Linked DNA regions of Mus musculus: region 1 is linked to region 2. Evidence: chromatin contacts called from public Micro-C data. All regions are on one chromosome and are shown on one strand. The core of a region is the stretch at or near the end of the contact, and the rest is flanking DNA. Distances in the headings are between cores, read along the strand shown.

Evidence for each region. Hi-C and Micro-C count contacts between places; a contact is called where the count stands out from the background.
Region 1: a contact with region 2 is called in a Micro-C map of palatal mesenchyme, with 1.6 times the contacts expected there. The contact joins the promoter of Tet1 here to the enhancer-like site in region 2. A contact is called at or near these places in 7 of 39 promoter capture datasets (3T3-L1-derived adipocytes, cranial neural crest, embryonic stem cells and 2 more), 2 of 15 datasets of contacts at CTCF or cohesin (CD8 T cells and the NIH/3T3 cell line), 67 of 484 Hi-C or Micro-C datasets (B cells, the C2C12 cell line, CD4 T cells and 36 more), 18 of 115 datasets of contacts at active chromatin or transcription factors (the HPC-7 cell line, bone marrow-derived macrophages, cardiomyocytes and 9 more) and 2 of 9 other capture datasets (adipose tissue and pancreatic islet).

What each region holds. Positions count from the first base shown.
Region 1 is chr10:62,886,056-62,889,135 of GRCm38.p6, reverse strand. It overlaps Tet1 (tet methylcytosine dioxygenase 1), which reads left to right and starts at 1,812. Exons shown (of 13, transcript NM_001253857.2): 1 at 1,812-1,964. The region is part of intron 2 of Gm51805 (a long non-coding RNA gene); the gene reads right to left.
Region 2 is chr10:62,850,332-62,853,586 of GRCm38.p6, reverse strand. All of the region lies in intron 3 of Tet1 (tet methylcytosine dioxygenase 1), which reads left to right. Among named protein-coding and RNA genes, the nearest start is that of Gm51805, 14 kb to the left of the region's middle. Within about 2 kb of position 1,841, at least 76 of the 459 cell types and tissues checked have an H3K27ac peak or open chromatin away from gene starts, as enhancers often do. A contact at or near this core is called in the C2C12 cell line, CD8 T cells, the HL-1 cell line and 9 more, where this site is marked.

The DNA of each region.
Region 1 (3,080 bases), core at 563-3,062, 36 kb before region 2:
ACAGCCAGATATACAAAGAAACCCTGTCTCAAAAAAAAAAAAAAAAAAAAAAAAAAAAACCAAAAATTATTTACATTCCAAATGTTGCCTCCCAAAGGCCCAACTTGAAAAGAATTTTTTTTGTTGTTTGTTTTTTGAGAAAAGAAAATTTTAAGTCCGGCATGGTGGCAGAAGCCTTTAATCCCAGCACTCGGGAGGCAGAGACAGGTGGACAGGGGTGTTGGGGCTGGAGAGATGGCTCAGTGGTTAAGAACATTTACTGCTCTTCCAAAGGTCCTGAGTTCAATTCCCAGCAACCACATAGTGTGGCTCACAACTTTTGTAACAGGATCAGATGCCCTCTTCTGGTGTGTCTGAAGACAGCTCTAGTGTACTTGTCATATATATAAAATAAATAAATAAAATCTTAAAAAACTATTACAGGGTCTCACTCTATTAAGGCTGGCTGGGAAAAGAGATGTTTGCCTGGTTTTGCTAGAGTGTTTTGTCTTATTTGTCTAAAAACTTATCTGTCAATATTTCTCGCACTTTATAGGTATGGGAAGGAGAATCAGTTCAAGGTCAAAATCTAATAGAGAAAGGGAATGAAAGAAAAATAAAGAAAAAAAGAGAGAGCCAGGTTTGCTTTTTTCTATTGCAAAGATTAAATTGAGGCCTCAGTCTTCACCTCTGAGCAGAACTCAGCTAGAAGTGCATTTCTGACCTCCAATCAGGTTACTTTATAATCCCAGCACTGGAAAGGCTGTGGCTGGAAGATTCCTGCCTTTGAGGGCAGCCTGGGCTACACAGAGACTTTTAAAAGCTAAACAAACAAACCCGTTATAGCTGGTACCTAGTTAAGAATACATTTAAAGGATTTATTTAGGGTGTAAGCTTGACAGTTTGGGACTATTTCTCCGAACAATCTAGGGACATTTATTTGTTTTATTTTGTTTTGTTTTTTTGAGACAGGATTTCTCTGTATAGCCCTGGCTGTCCTAGAACTCACTTTGTAAACCAGACTGGCCTATAATTCAGAAATCCACTTGCCTCTGCCCCCCAAGTCCTGGGATTAAAGGCATCTGCTAGGCTATCGAGGGACATTTATATACCACAGTTCAGGTATGGAATTGGGGGAGTGGAGTGTAAAGCCACAAGCCAGTTTTCTCCCTTCCACCTGAAGCAGTAGATTTCCTTGTCTAAGGGCAGACTTCTGGAAGAAGAGAAAGCTATCTTACCTTGGGATATGCCTAGTTAAAGTCAAGCCTGAACCTCATGGCAGGAATTTCTCTCTTACTGTATTTCCATTTCCTATAAAGTGATTATGATCACTAATGAGTCCGCAGTCAATGGCTAATCAAAATAAAGATGTAGGGAAAAAATCAAAGCTAATTTGATTTCTCTTTGGTCTTGAAGTTGGTTTGACACCTCTAGGATGTCACCTGGATGACCCGACTCGCTTCTGGAAACATTCGTTTTCGAGATACCTTTACTCCCATCTGATTAGAGATACTCTGACTCCCATCACTGAAAGAGATGGTGACCTGTAGATTTCAACACTCCTTTGACCTAAGAAAAAAGGGGAGGGAGCGCGGGCGGAATTTCAGGAAAGCCTAGGAAGGAGTGGACAGGAGAAGGGTCGAGAGGAGTCCGGCTCCGATTTGGGAAAATCCAGCTCGCATTTTGCCTCTCGCTCAGCGGTACAGGGTCCAGCAAAGGCTGTGCCCCAGCTACACTCCTAGAGGTCTGTACTGGGGAGACACCGCTGCTCTGGGGGGGGGCGAGGGCTGACCTGGCTGGGAGTACCCGCGCACTCCGCTCGTGGAACACTGCACTCTGCAACTGGTTTGTACAATCCCGGGGTCTGTATTCGCCCCTGGACGTCCTCTCCCTCCCTGGTCATGTACCTCTACCTGCCTCTTCTACGGGAACATTCGCGGAGCAGCTCCCCAACCCGGGTGCTCGGGCCCTGACCGTGCCGGATGGTAAGTGTCCATCCTAGGCCCGCCTGAACTCCTTGGCGCGTGCCGGAGCCTCAGGCTCCAAAGTTGCACGGACCAAGACCCGCTGGAAAGTTTGTCCAAGGATTGGTGCAGGCTTCTAGCAGGGGTGACCCGCGCTGCCCTGGGATCCAGAGGCAGTTTAGGGTGAGCTGGGGCGGCAGCAAAGAGCCGGGGAGTTGGGAGAGGGTACTACTCCGTGGCGGGACGGAGCTGGGGGGCGGATCTCGATCGGGCTAGGACTTTGCACGCCGCGATGCTTGGTGATGACTCGTGCGAGTCAACTCCGCGCCACGACCCCCTATCCCGGGCCGCTCCGGGTCTTTCGTGGCGGGTGACTAACAATGCTCGCGGGGGACCTTACAGCGCTCCCCAGAAAGTTTAGTTAGCCCTGGCTAGGATCGGTTCGCATGGGGACCTCCAGACTTGGCATCAACTGGAGATCCTGTAGGGGAAACGCATGTATGGCCTCTGGGAGGTCCCCAGACAGGAGTTCTTAGAAAGTCTGGGAGTCTGCCTGTAGGGAGGCGATAGCTTTTGCCAGCGAGGAGTGGGGAGCGCGAGCTGTCGGGTTCAGAAGTGTCTCACGCGTTTGAGACGTACCCCATCCTTCGCGGATGAACCCTAGAAAGGGGTTGCTGGGAGCCACTTCGGGAGTGCAGGGGACCTGGAGGTCTGGGAAAGGCTGGTCCGGAATTGGGAGGTTCAAGAAGAAGCAAGAAAGTAGGATATGTTGCCAGCGCCGAAACGCAAGTTTTTGGAATGCTACTGACTGGTTCTGGGATCCTGGAGAGGGGATTGAGGGCGTACGTGTGCTCGCAGCGGCAGAGTGAGTGCCTAAGACTTATCGTGCTGCACGTGAGCTCCGGGAGCTCGCGGTCCCTGCCTGGGCTGAAGAGACCACCGCCTACTCCGCGGGGTAGGGAAGCAAATCTTCCTTTTTCCGGAGGGGTGTGCTCGCCTATGATTATTCCAGCGCTGGGTTGGTAAAGGCATAGAGATCTCCGTGAGTTTCAGGGCAGCTAGGGCTGCATGGTGAGACCAGTCTGAAAAAGCAACTTCCCCTTTCTCTTACTCTCTCCTTCACCTCCAGTGTTCGCC
Region 2 (3,255 bases), core at 592-3,091:
TCAGGAGTGCTGGGATTCAAGGCGCACACTGCCACGCCTGCAACACCTGCTGATTTCTTCTATCTGCAGATGAGCTTCTGCTCCTCTGATCCAGACTCTATAAGTGGGTCAGATGGACAGAAATGCCACTAGTGATATTTTGTCGCTTCAGGTTGGTCTCGCTGTAGCCCACCCCGACTTGGGAATCACTGTATTGGACAGGCTGTCCTCAACTTGGGTCAATCATCTTGACCTTCGATTCCCAAGTGTTAAGATTACAGGTTCTAGCCAGGGTACCTGATAGACCAATGTTTTGTTAAGTTTGAAGTAGGGTCTCAGGTAGCCTAGAAGGACCCTCACCTTCATTATAAATGTGCACTGTCTTTGTTTTTTTTTTTTAAAGACTTATTTATGTATTTTATGTATATGAGTACACTGTAGCTGTACAGATGGTTGTGAGCCTTCATGTGGTTGTTGGGAATTGAATTTTTAGGACCTCTGCTCGCTCAGTCCCTGCTTGCTCTGGCCAACATATTTATTTATTATTATACATAAGTACACTGTAGCTGACTTCAGATGCACAAGAAGGGGATGGCAGATCTCATTATGGGTGGTTGTGAACCACCTTGTGGTTGCTGGGAAGAGCAGTCAGTGCTCTTACCCACTGAGCCATCCCGCCAGCCCTGTCTTTCTTTTTCTTTTTTTTTCTTTTTTTTTTAAATATTTATTTATTTATTATATGTAAGTATACTGTAGCTGTCTTCAGACACTTCAAAAGAGAACATCAGATTTTGTTATGGATGGTTGTGAGCCACCATGTGGTTGCTGGGATTTGAACTCAGGACCTTTAGAAGAGCAGTCGGTGCTCTTAACCGCTGAGCCATCTCACCAGCCCCTCTTTCTTTTTCTTAAGATACTTGGATTATAAGTTGTTTTTCTTGCTGCCTTTATTGCAATATAATTTACAACACACACTCTCTCTCTCGTCACATACACACACACACACAATCCTGTAGCTTTTACTATATTTACAATTGTATCATCATGCTCAATTTAAAAATATTTTTATTACTCCAGCACCTTAGCTCTTGCTGCCTACAAGTCTTCCATCTACCTTAACCCACAGTGGTCACTAACCTGTCTGTTTTGTGGGGTTTTCTCTCAGATATCTCATATAAATGAAATGATACAAATCTTGTCTGTTGCTGTATGTCTATAAATCAAGCACTTGGAAGGATGGGACAGGAGGATGACTGTGATTTCAAATCCAGCTTGCAGTGTGTGGCAATAGTCTTTCTTAAAAAAGAAATCGGGCTGGTCAGATGGCTCAGCAGGTAAGAGCACTGACTGCTCTTCCGAAGGTCCTGAGTTCAAATCCCAGCAACCACAGTGGCTCACAACCATCCATATGAGATCTGACGCCCTCTTCTGGTGTGTCTGAAGATAGTACAGTGTGTACTTACATATAATAATAAATAAATCTTACCCAAAAAAGGAGAAAAAAGAAATTACTGCGAGGGAGGGAGCCGTCTCAGTGGTTGTGAGCGCTTCCTGCTGAATTCTCTGTCCCTATCTATGTCAGCTGCCTCACTCACAACCACTCCAGCTCCTGGGGATCCAATGCCTTCCCCTGAAGTCTTGACGGGATTACAGGTATTCTCCACCACACCTCACAGTTCGACAAGGGTTTTACATTTCATTTTATGCCATTTACCTCTTGGGTTTTGAGATGGTTTCTCAACATAAAGACCCTGCTAGTCTCAATCAAACTTGGAGCTTCCTGCCTCTGCCTTCAGAGTGCTGAGGTTAAGGGCGTGTGCAGACAAGCCCAGCTATTGCCTGAGCTCTTTTTTAAAAAGTGTGTGTGGGTGTTTTGCAAGTGTGTGCCACATGTGCGCTTGGTGCCTTTGGAGGGATAAAGAGGATGGCATTGCCTGGGGCCGGGGTTACAGATGGTTGTGAGCCACCACGTGGATCCTCTTCCAAATCAAGCGCTTTCCAACCACTGAGCCACCTCCCCAGCTCCTGATGTCATATTTTAGAGACAGTTTCCTGATCCAAAGTCATTCTTCTTGTCTTCCTCACTGAAGTGGGACACCAACAGTTTCTGCAGTTTCCTCTTGTCTTTACTACAAGGATTTCTTCCTGAGCAGTGTCCCATTGTTAAATACACTTCCTTGTGTTTATCCAGCCTTCTTTTTGATTGACACCTGAATTGTTTCTTTCCCGACTATGGAGTCTACTATGAGCATTTTTATTCCCAGTCTTACATGAAGAGGGACAGAACATATGCTTTCACTTGTCCTGGATAGATGGGGGTGGAATTGCTGACTCACAATGATGTTACGCCTTTCCACTAGCAGTAATGAGTTTCAGTTGCTAGACAGTCTTCCGAATGGTGGGACCTGGCACATTTTGCCTTTAGTCATTCTAAGCCCAGCTACATCATTTGGATCCCTAACCAATGGTGTGCTCTGGATTCCTTGTTTTTCAGTCAGGGTTTTATGTAAGCCTTCTGGCCTCTGACTGACTATATAATAGGCTTGCCTCAAAATCCTGATTATTCTTCTTCTGGTGCTCGCTCTCTCTCTCTCTCTCTCTCTCTCTCTCTCTCTCTCTCTCACTGGCCGCCCTGGAAATCTCTAGAGACCTGCTTACCCCTTGAGGCAGCCGTCCTTTTGCAATCTCCAAACTACTCTAGCCACAGGTGTCTGCCACCATGCTTGGGTTAGGCTATAGTTTGTTGTTGTTTTTCTCTGTTACAAGAGCCCAGGGTAGCCCTGATTACACTATCCTCCTGCCTCAGCTTCATGAATGCTAGGGTTACAGATGGGAACTGTCATCTGCCTCACAGTGTGATTCTAGAATACTACCTTAAAACTTGATTGTCTGTAGTGTATTTTGCTATTTTAAAATTTTTCTTTTGAGGTCTGTTTATGTACTTCCTGGTGGCTTTGAACTTGAGTCTTTTGTTTGTTTTTGTCTTAGCTTTACAGAAAACCTTAGCTCTATGAATGAATGAATGAATGAATGAATGAGATTATGAATGATGGTTTGAATTTTTCTCCCTTTGATTCCCTTTCAATAAAGGGGATTTTTTTCACCTTTCCTTAATAATTCTTCTGATTAATTTGTTTTTCTTATTAAAATAGACTGTCCCTGTGAATCCTAGGGTAGCCTTGAATTGTTTGCTTCTTTCTTCTACAGACTCTAACGACTACTGGTAGAGTCACCCACCAGGCTTGGCTAAAAACAACAGTTGGGTTATTAGATTTT